Linked DNA regions of Sus scrofa: region 2 is linked to region 1. A link is a contact called in public Hi-C data. All regions are on one chromosome and are shown on one strand. The core of a region is the stretch at or near the end of the contact, and the rest is flanking DNA. Distances in the headings are between cores, read along the strand shown.

Region 1 (5,125 bases), core at 1,523-4,022:
TATATATGTGTGTGTGTGTACCTTTTGTTTCATATAAATAGGAATATCCTAAGTATCTCATCTGTAGCTTTTTAAAATTCATGTATCTTAAACGTAGTTCTATCTGAACACAAATAGATCTAGCTCATTGTTTGTAATGACTTTCTAGCATCCCAAGCAAGGTTGGGCCATAATTTATTTAACCAGTCCCCTATAGGTGGCCACTCAGATCATGTCCAATCTTTTGCTTTTACAATGGTGAAATGAACATCCTCATACATTTTTCTTTAAGGACATGTGGGAGAAAATATGTAAGATTAAAATTATAGCAGTGGAATTGTTCTAAATATATATGTGTCATAATGCTCATTGAACCTTAGATTTTTTAGTTAGATAATATTTTAGAAATTACATAATTGACTTTCAAATAGTTACTGCATACTGAATGACTTTTGCAGAGAATCATTTAAACATGCAGAGACAAAAATACTAATAAGTATGGAAAAGGTTTACAAATTGATTTGACATTTATTCCAAATAAGATAAACTTGGATTAAAATTAATAAACTGTAAAGTGGTAGCCAAAGACCACTGAAGCTGTCATACACTGGTTGAGAAGCAGCATTTGAGTGGTTAAAATCAGGGCGTTGGAAACCAGACTTTCCTGTGTTGGAATCCATGGTATACCTCTCCTTAGCTATATGACTTTGGGCAAATTTACTTAACTTCTCTGGGTCTCAGCTTCCTCATTTTTAAAATCCTACTTCATAGGGTTGTAATGAGAATGAATGACTACATATGGAACACTTAGAGCGGGATTGTATAACAGTATATATAACAGTAACTGTTAGGCACTAGGTTAGGTGTCCTTAGAATGACAGTGGTGAGGGAGGAAAGAGTTACCAAATGAACTCATTGGTAACATATTCACAGACTAGAGAACTGAAATGCAAGAGTGAGATTGGGAAAAAATAGATATAAAAGCATGTTTATCTGTGGTGTTCATTTGACATAGCTGGAGAATCTTTGCCTTTGTTTTCCAGGAAACACAATTGTTCTTGGCTCTATTTTAGAGGATGCACATGGCTCAGTACAGGATGAGACTGATTTTGGCAAATGAATGGAACATTGGAGTGTTCAGTTTTAAGGCTTAATCAATTAAGCCATTCATTAAACATCCTAATACAACAATACAAGAAAATGATTGTTTAGAGTGTTGAATGTGATTTTTGCCGCTTGAATCAATTGCTTTGTTCCATTCATGAGAATAGCAGAAATTTTTAACAACATTATATAGTGTTTTTCATTTTTGAAGAACTTAAAGCTTGCATAATTTTATATAGTGTTGAGTAAAACCATTAAACAGATGTATTTGATCCACATGTGTTTACCTATAAATGCCATACTATTAATGGTCCCTTAAATTTATGTAGTGATGATAACAATAATTCTGTACATTTGCATAGTGCTTAAAATTCCTTTACAAATTTTTCAATTTTCGAGGACTGGGTCCATTTTTTTTTTCATCATATGCTCCTTTAACCTCTATTCTTGAAAAAATAAAGTAAGAAATTGGGACACTAAACTTCTTTAACATTAGTTTAAAGAAAAAAATACTTTTCTATTGCAGAGGAAACATATAGTCAGGAGGAAGTATAAAATTAATTCCTGTTGTAATAGTAATTGCATGATAACATTAGCTGTAAAAGAAATCATGTGAGAGTCTGATACCATTAAAATTAGTTGATTTCAGTAGGACACAAATGGTACGGATCCTTTTTGGTGGTGGGGAAGAAATTTGTCTTTTCCTGAGAGGTTTTACAGGTGAAAATAAGGCAGAAATCACGTTTTGTTATTAAGCTATTTAGAAATGCAATTTCTGCCTTATTTTCACCTGTAAAACCTCTTAGGAAAAGACAAATTTCTACCAGCTAAAAGAAAAACAACAAAACCTTGTCATTTAATTTTTTCATTGCACAAACTATAGGATTCCAGATGGTGGTGCTGTTTTCATGAAAGAAAACATTTCTATAAATCTGTTTCTTTTTTAGAGATAAATGATTATAATTGCTCTTTTATTTGCAAATTGAGCTGTTAAAGCAACAATGCCATACAGATACAATTTCTCTTAATCTTTAAAAAGCTACTGCTTTCAATTTGGGATTATTTTAATCTATAGTGATTAATCAGCAACGTGCTTAGCAAAAAGATAGTGGTATATTTATTTATGGCAGGTAGTAACATAAAAATGTGCATCATCATTCTTTATATTTGAAAAGCAAAATGTGCAGAGAATGCTCTTATCTTTGCAAACCACAGTGCTATATTAATGAAGATTAAAAAAAATACCTATAGAAAAGGTACAAAAATTTAAGGTGGTTAAAATGGCAATATTATTCAAATTCAAGGAAGCAGACTGTTAAAACCACACATTACATAAGTCCCAACAGTACTGCTTTTTAGATAATGTTTTGTTGTTATTTGTTTTCTTCAATTTTGCCTCCTTGATGTGAGAGTCATAAGGAGAGAAAAGTGTTTATGTATTTTTATTTTTAAAAGAAAATTCCTTTCTTTCTATAAAGCTTTCGATCTGAAATAATTCCTAAATACCTGTATTTGTCTCTCTGAATACCTGTGGATGCTTAATGGGAAAAACATTACCATGTATTTACTTAAATTAGAGAAATACCAATGTTTCTCGCAGAAGATCTGCAGCAGTTCTGTGTCTGGGCAGAGAGTTGTTTCTGGTGTGGAGATTGTCCCTGGCAGAAGCCCATTTTAAAATGAGGACAGCTGGGACTTGGGCTGAGTAAATTGGGCCTTGCTTCTCTGTGACACCTCAAGGAGAAAGTTAATGACAGGAGCTGAGCTCTGCTGGAATAAAAAGATAAGATGACCATTTCAATCCACTTCTGGCATCAAGGAGACCTCCCCAATTACACGTGCACAGAAAGACTCCTAGGGGTCAGAAAGGGAGGGTACCCCAAGCCATATTAAGTCCCGATAACCCCAGAACACTTTGCTCTGGAACCCATCTTGCCCAAAGTGCACACATATCAGAGAGGGCCCTGGGTCCAGTCAGGTGTGAGAAACAAAACAAGATAATTGGCCTAAGGAAAGCAAAGACCCAGAAGAACTGTCCTATGTAAGTGATTTAAATCACCTCTCTGGCACACTCCTCACTGAGGACCCCCTCACCTGAGCGCCTCCGTTGGGTGTGTATTACCACTTTGCTTCTGCCTTAGATAAACAGACTACTTCTCTGTGTGCTCTCCCACCTGGTATACTGTATAAACCGGTACAGGTATAAACTTTATACCTGTTTTTACAATCGTCGCCTCCTTAAAACATTCTTCCTTTCAACAGGGAGCAAGAATCAGGGCAATTCTACTTTCAGCCTCTCTCCTGTCTAGTGGCTAGGCTTCTTGGGCCTGCCCAGGTTCAATTCCTGAGCAGAGAATTAAGATCTCACTTCAAGCCATCACTCACTGCTGTCTCTCCGAGATCACTTAGGCTTATCTCCTCCTGATTGCAGGACAACTGCTATAACCTAGGTGTGCCTCATTAAATAGAAGAAGAGTCATTTCATTCCTTGAGTTATTTGTAAGGAAAATCTTTCCCTGAAGGACCACTACCCCAACCCCAGCAGACCTGCTTTCATGTATCTTGTATTTTTAGCCATGTACAGCACATGCTCATGCCTAAACCAGGATTGGCTTAGATCAATAAAAATTCACCTCCTGGAGGTAGAAAGGACCCAGATATCCAAATCTCAATGAAATTGGATTCTATTAGCAATAAAGAATGGGAAGAAGGAATGACAGTTTTGTAGGCTACCAACGGGGCCAGCCATGTTGGTAAATGGTGATTATTTGATATCACCATGCCCATAGGCTAGGATCAAAAACATATTGCATGGCTATTAACATCCTGTACCTCTAAGAGATGTCATTGATTAACAATGATGTGGCTCTTTAATGAGTCACTTATTCAACATCAGATATTACTTTTTTTTTTTTTTTTGCAAGAATAATACAAATAACTCCACCACCACCTCCAATTTGGGCTTAAATTGCCAACATGATGCCCCTTTACTCACAAATATTTAAGAAAGTAATTCCTACAAACATGGATATTCTTCTGCAGAACTACAATACATCCATCAAAATCAAGAAATTAACACCAGTACATTATTACTTCCATCTAATTCTCAGAAACTTTTAGAAGTTTAAATTAGGACTGACTTTACCTCTTGTCCCAATAATGTTTTTTATAACTATAGGAACCAATTCAAGATTGTGTGTTGCATTTAGTTGTGGCCTTCAATTGGGAAGAGTATTCCTCAGTCTTTCCTCGACTCTCATGACCTTGACACTCTTGATGATTATGGGCCAATTAGTTTTTAGAGTATTTCCTAGTTTGGGTTTATCTGATGTTTCCTCATGATTAGATTCAAGTAAAGCATTTTTGGCAGCAGTATCACAGAAAGGATGCTGCAATCTTATTGTATAGCACAGAGAATTATATCCAGTCTCTTGGGATAGAACATGATGGAAGAGATGAGAAAAAGAATGATTATATATGTATGCCTGGGTCATTTTGCTATATAGCAGAAAGTGGCACAATACTGTAAATCAACTGTGTGCCAATAAAAATATGTATTATTTATATTATATATTAAGTGTATATATTTATAATTGCATTTATAATATATGACATGTGTTATATGTCAGTACATTTAAAGAAAGCTTTGATTGTAGACAACCCTTATAATTTTATACCCAAATTAAAAAAAAAATAACGCAGTTGCTCATGCATTGTGGCCATATTGATGGTACACATTCCATCCCTTTTTGGTCAGAATTTCTGAGCTTCCTAAGAGGCAAAACTGATTAACAAAAAAAGAAAAAAGTGGAGTTCCCATCGTGGCACAGCAGAAACGAATCCGACTAGGAACAATGAGGTTGCGGGTTCGGTCCCTGGCCTTGCTCAGTGGGTTCAGCACTGCCGTGAGCTGTGGTGTACTTTGCAGACACGGCTCAGATCCCACATTGCTGTGGCTCTGGCGTAGGCCGGCGGCTACAGCTCCAGTTAGACCCCTAGCCTGGGAACCTCCATATGCTGCAGGTGTGGCCCTCAAAAGACA
Region 2 (5,125 bases), core at 1,244-3,743, 400 kb after region 1:
TTGGAGCTTCAGCTGCTGACTATGGCACAGCCACAGCAACACAGGACTCAAGCCATGTCTGCAACCTACACCACAGCTCATGGCAATGCCAGATCCCTTAACCATTGAGCAAGGCCAGGGATAAAACCCATGTCCTCATGGATGCTAGTTGGATTCGTTTCTGCTGTACCACAACAGGAACTCTTGCATGCTTCGATTTTGATTTGTGTTTTATTTCTTTTAGACAGATATTTTATAGTCTTTATCAAACAATGATACTATCTGAACTTTCTTAAGATCTGCCTTTTTCCTTATGATGGCTTTTTTCCTTGTGGTTTTAAAATGTTGGGCTTGTGAGCTCATTTTTGACAAGGCTTTATCCGTGAGGATTGTAAGGCCACTGTTGAGAATGGCTTCTTCAAGAGAAGTTTTGCATTTGTTTCTCCTATCAGTTTCTCAGGTTTTACCAACCCAGGGCCAGTTTTGCCTCCTTATTGTTCAGTTTTAGATTTCTTTTACTGGTTCCTGTGTATTTCTCTAATTTTCTTGTGAACTTATTTATGCATTTAAAAGGAGGTTATTAATATTTTATCTAACCTGTCAAGGATTTTGTTGTGGAAAGATTTTTGGTTTTTGTTTTTTAAATTTGTAGTCTGTCATATTCTCCCAAACAGAACCTCCAAGACAGTTCTTTTTCTTCTAATTTTATATTTTATAGATAAACACGCTTGAAATCTGAGGGTAGTTTCAGTAAAACTTCAAACTAGAGTGTACTAGTTATTCTGATCCTAATCACCAGTTCTACAAATTATGTTATTTCATTTGACCCTGGTACCATCTTAGCTTAGGTTCCATCAAAACTTGATCCTGAGGCAAGCATTTGGGCACAAGAGGTAATACCAGGCAGCACAGTGAAGGAGTGAGACAGATAAAAGAGGAAAGCCTAAAAGGTGTGTTAATAAGTGAGTTCCCACCATGGTCAGCCAGGGTTCAAGTCCAATGTGTAGAACATACCTTATAATTATCTCACCAAAGGCCAAAGGAAGCGTGGGTATCCAGCAACTCCCATACCTAATCAGCTGACAAGTGCTCCTGGGATCAGGAATTCCCTGGCAGTTTCAGCCTATCATGTGCATGGGCAGAGTATATTCCTGGAGTCACAGAAAGATGCTCCTGCAGCAAGGAGATGCAGATGTTTGATACAGGAAGTCAATGACCAGTACAGAAATTCTTTAGTGAAGAAGCTGCCTCTCTGACTTTAAGGTGGGCTGAGGGGATCTATATTTGCTTGTGTTCTACATTAAATTCATTTGATTCTCTAAACTGAAGTTTGTTCCAAGGATGTAATTGATAATTATTATCACCCTCCCCTACTACCATTTTGTATTTGCTCACCTTTGGCCAGAACTTTTGCCGGCCTAGGGAACTAGCCCAATGGAGTGATCTGGATCTTCATCTCCGAGGGGTCTGAGTCCTTAGTTACTGTGTCCTTGTCAGGCCATGGCTGCTATGGATGTCACTATGAATAGCAAACTAAAAGATGGCCCAGTGAAGAGTCATTCCCTTTTTCTATAGCAGCAAGCTTAGTCTCTCATGGTGATTGGAGTCAATTACTCTTACTCGTGTATCAACTCCTTTCTTCTTCCTACTGATCTACCAGTATGAGCCCAAATTATCCAAATGGTAAGTGTGATTTTAAATTTAGTAGGAATTTTGCTGTGTGCTTTGATTGAGGCATCTCATCTCACTCTTCTAGGAATCAGAACCTCTAATCCATGAGGGTGTAGTGTTTCAGTAACCAGAAGCATAGTGGATCCCTGGAAGTGACGGTTAAGAAAAAAAAAAAAAAAGTTATTTTCTCTTGATTTCTAGACCTATGTCTTCTAGCTATCAGGGACATAGCACCATATGTCGACCTTTGGCTCAACATAGATAGTACATCATCAAACATGACTATCACCCCACACAGAAAGGTGTTGTCTGCAAGCCAGAGGCCACGTCAGTGTTCTCTTAGGCCAGCAGCTTCCAGGTAATGTGCTGTATTATAGAACCAGTAGACACATGTCCATTGTTTTGTCCTCTTCTCCATAAAATTGATGTAGGGAGATAATATATTAGATCTTTTCTTGGTACCTCAGACACTCAGTGAGTCTTCAGATAATGGTGCTGGTAGAGGTACTGTGGTCAGAAAAGGCAAACATTTCCATATAGATTATGTATTATGTAGAAATTCTCTCTCAAAAAAGAATTGCTGCCCTATCCAGAGTGGAAAGATTTGATGTCTTCAGCTTGCCTCCACATGGCTTGTTGGTCTCTCTGATGGGGGTTCCTCATTGGTCTCTGCTGCTGCCAGGGGAGAATTTAAACAACAGCAGCACCTAGATCAGTTTTAATGAGAAGTTTGTGTGGTTAAGACCTATAAATAGTCATTATCCTTGTCACCATAGTTACTCTGTTCATGAACTCATTGTGCAAGCACTTGGGTGTCCCAGGACAGAAGCTGGCTGATATCCACTATGTGAGTCACCCTGTTCAACAGATTGTTCTGTGCTTCCTCAGAGATGGACAGGCACTTAATAGATATTGACATGAGAAAAAAAAAATCTGCACCCATTGTGGCTACTCCTAATGGTCTAACATGCCTCTTCCCCAGGTTTTCTTTTCTCCAGTATCCTCATCTTGCTCCTTCCAGATTCCTGACCCACCAGCCAAGTCATTTTTCACTGCCCATGAATTTATCCTTAGCTCAGGACATTTCTCCCTCCACACAAGGTCAATGACTAAATGTAGCATTAAAAGCTCTACATGCTGAGCTTTTCCTGTCCTTAAAGGTCACCGGTGTGTGAGACTTTAATGCCGCAGCCCCAGTCTTTTTTCTGCTTGTACCATCATATGTACTAATCTGCTTCATCTGTGACTTAGGCTTGAGTATTTCCCTCTTCATCTTCTCTGGGTTCAAGGAACCTCCAACAAGGCCACAGGTATGGGCTGAGGGAGAAACACTACTGTATCTGGGTAGGTGACATGTGGGAGGAAGCTATCTGTTTACATTTGATGCTTATGCCCCCTGAACCTGTTTGGTCTGATCCCAAATATATCTCTCATCAAACAATTGATTTCTTCTGTGCCTATCCAAATCTATGGCTCTAGGAATCTGATAACATCCAGATCACTATTGGAATGCTCTGGTTTAGAGCTATCTGATGTCTCATGACCAGGGGTGTCTACCCAGCATCATGCCTGAAGCTGCTTTTTGAATGGAGAGCAGTTATCTTTTGCAGACAGCATGAACTTGCTCCAGAACTCTGAATGAGTCTATGCTGAGACTTAACATTGGGCTTTGGCAGAAATTTCAACAGCATTCTTATTTTACTTCTGTCCCACAGGGGTCTTCCTGAGTGACAAGAGACCTTGTGCTCCAGACCGAATGTTTTGCAGAGCCCTTGATTGCTCCAGGTACCACTCAAAACTGGTAGTCTCTCTAGTCACCTGATAAAAGAGTTGGAGCTGTATTTCCAAATATGGTTTATGGTGTCTCCAAAAAGTTCTCCTAAGGACTGTGCCTTTCTTAGTAGTAGGAGGTATAAGGCACAATAACTTATCTTTCACCTTGGAGGAGGTTTCCTAAACAGGACCTCAGAACTTCACTGATTTAAAAAGCCCCTCAATGTTTGGAGGGTTAATAACCCTCCCTCACTCTCTGCCATGAATTTATCTTTCCAGGGCATAAAGACATTTGACCATTTCCTGCTAAGAGTCTTCACATAATGTCAGCAGTATAGCATGATATCCATATAGATTATGTATTCAGGGACCAGGTATTTAGGGACCAGGAACAAGATGAGCACATGCAGTTCACTGGACTCACTCTCAGGTAGATTTGGGATGGGACACTATTTATCACCTGGCCTCCACTTGCCTCATGCTAACAGGGAGACCATGATGGTATTTTGCCCACTATTATTACTGTAAGCTCAGTTCCTACATCCAATAGCCCTTGAAAGATCTGAGTAGTACCCTCCATAGGTCTCTCTGGGTGAGTGTTGGGGTATAACTATTGTATATACTTAAATGATGGCAATGCAGAGTTGTTCCTCAAAGGGAACTGTTCTCTTTTTCAATCTATGGGGTCCGGACCTGAAAACTGACTCAGATGTGCATACTGGGTAAGGGTTCATAATTTTCCCTTCTTGCAGGTTGTATCAGCTTTCTTTATTTCTTTTTCTTTTCTTAAGGCTGCACCTGCGGCATATGGATGTTCCTAGGCTAGGGATCGAATCAGAGCTGCAGCTGCTAGCCTATGGCATAACCATAGTAACACCAGATCCTTAACCCACTGAGTGAGGCCAGGGATCAAACTTGCACCCTCACAGACACCATGTCGGGTTCTTAACCTGCTGAGCCACAGCGGGAATTCTTGTGTCGGCTTTCTGTTCACCTACTTTGGAGCTCTTGGTTGCATGAGTCAAGCAACACCCTCGTTGCTTGCCCATCTGTCAAACTTCATGTCTTTTTTTAGCCATCACCATAGATCTCTGCACATCTAGGCCTTGGTTGCCTTTATGGCCTTGCTTCCCATCGTAGAAATTATGTCCACCTTGCCCCGATGATTATACTGTTCCACCCAATCTCTGATGTTCCAGAATCTTCTCAGCCCATTGCCACTAGGTAGTCCAGTACAATAATTCCAGCCTTGGCCACCATCAGCTGTGGCCCACAGAAGTCCTGAGCCTCTTCACGGTGGTGACAGTCTCCTCTTTGGGGCATTGTTTTGGTGAAGGAAGTACCCTTGGGCTTTCTCAGGAGATACAGGAAGCTGGTGAGTTCTCTGGTCTTCTAATGTAAATCCATTCTAACCTGTCCCTTCTCTGATTCTTCTGGCAGTTTTCTCAGACTCTGCTGAAGAAGTTCTGGCATCTCTACCTCATTTTACAGGTAAGCTTATCCAAGCAGTGTTTTTAGCACTGACATCAGGTAACCTTACTTAGATGCTAGATCTGGAGTCATGGGAGGCTGCCCCCTATCAGTTAGCACTCCGCTACCTCACCTCCTCTTCCACCCTTTAGTCCAGCACCCTCAAGGTCTGTTCTCACGTATATTATCTTTGTTCCCTTGATGCATGTTAGCCAGGTCCATTTCCTCCCAC

Evidence for each region. Hi-C and Micro-C count contacts between places; a contact is called where the count stands out from the background.
Region 2: a Hi-C map of skeletal muscle shows a contact between it and region 1, with 3 times the contacts expected there. A contact is called at or near these places in 18 of 47 Hi-C or Micro-C datasets (blood, embryonic fibroblasts, epiblast stem cells and 11 more) and 1 of 2 datasets of targeted methods (skeletal muscle).

The regions. Positions count from the first base shown.
Region 1 is chr5:76,975,984-76,981,108 of Sscrofa11.1, forward strand. The region is part of intron 2 of LOC106510388 (a long non-coding RNA gene); the gene reads left to right. Among named protein-coding and RNA genes, the nearest start is that of SLC38A1, 98 kb to the right of the region's middle.
Region 2 is chr5:77,376,993-77,382,117 of Sscrofa11.1, forward strand. LOC106510390 (a long non-coding RNA gene) reads left to right here. Exons shown (of 13, transcript XR_002344176.1): 8 at 3,366-3,435; 9 at 4,864-4,914. Among named protein-coding and RNA genes, the nearest start is that of SLC38A4, 110 kb to the right of the region's middle.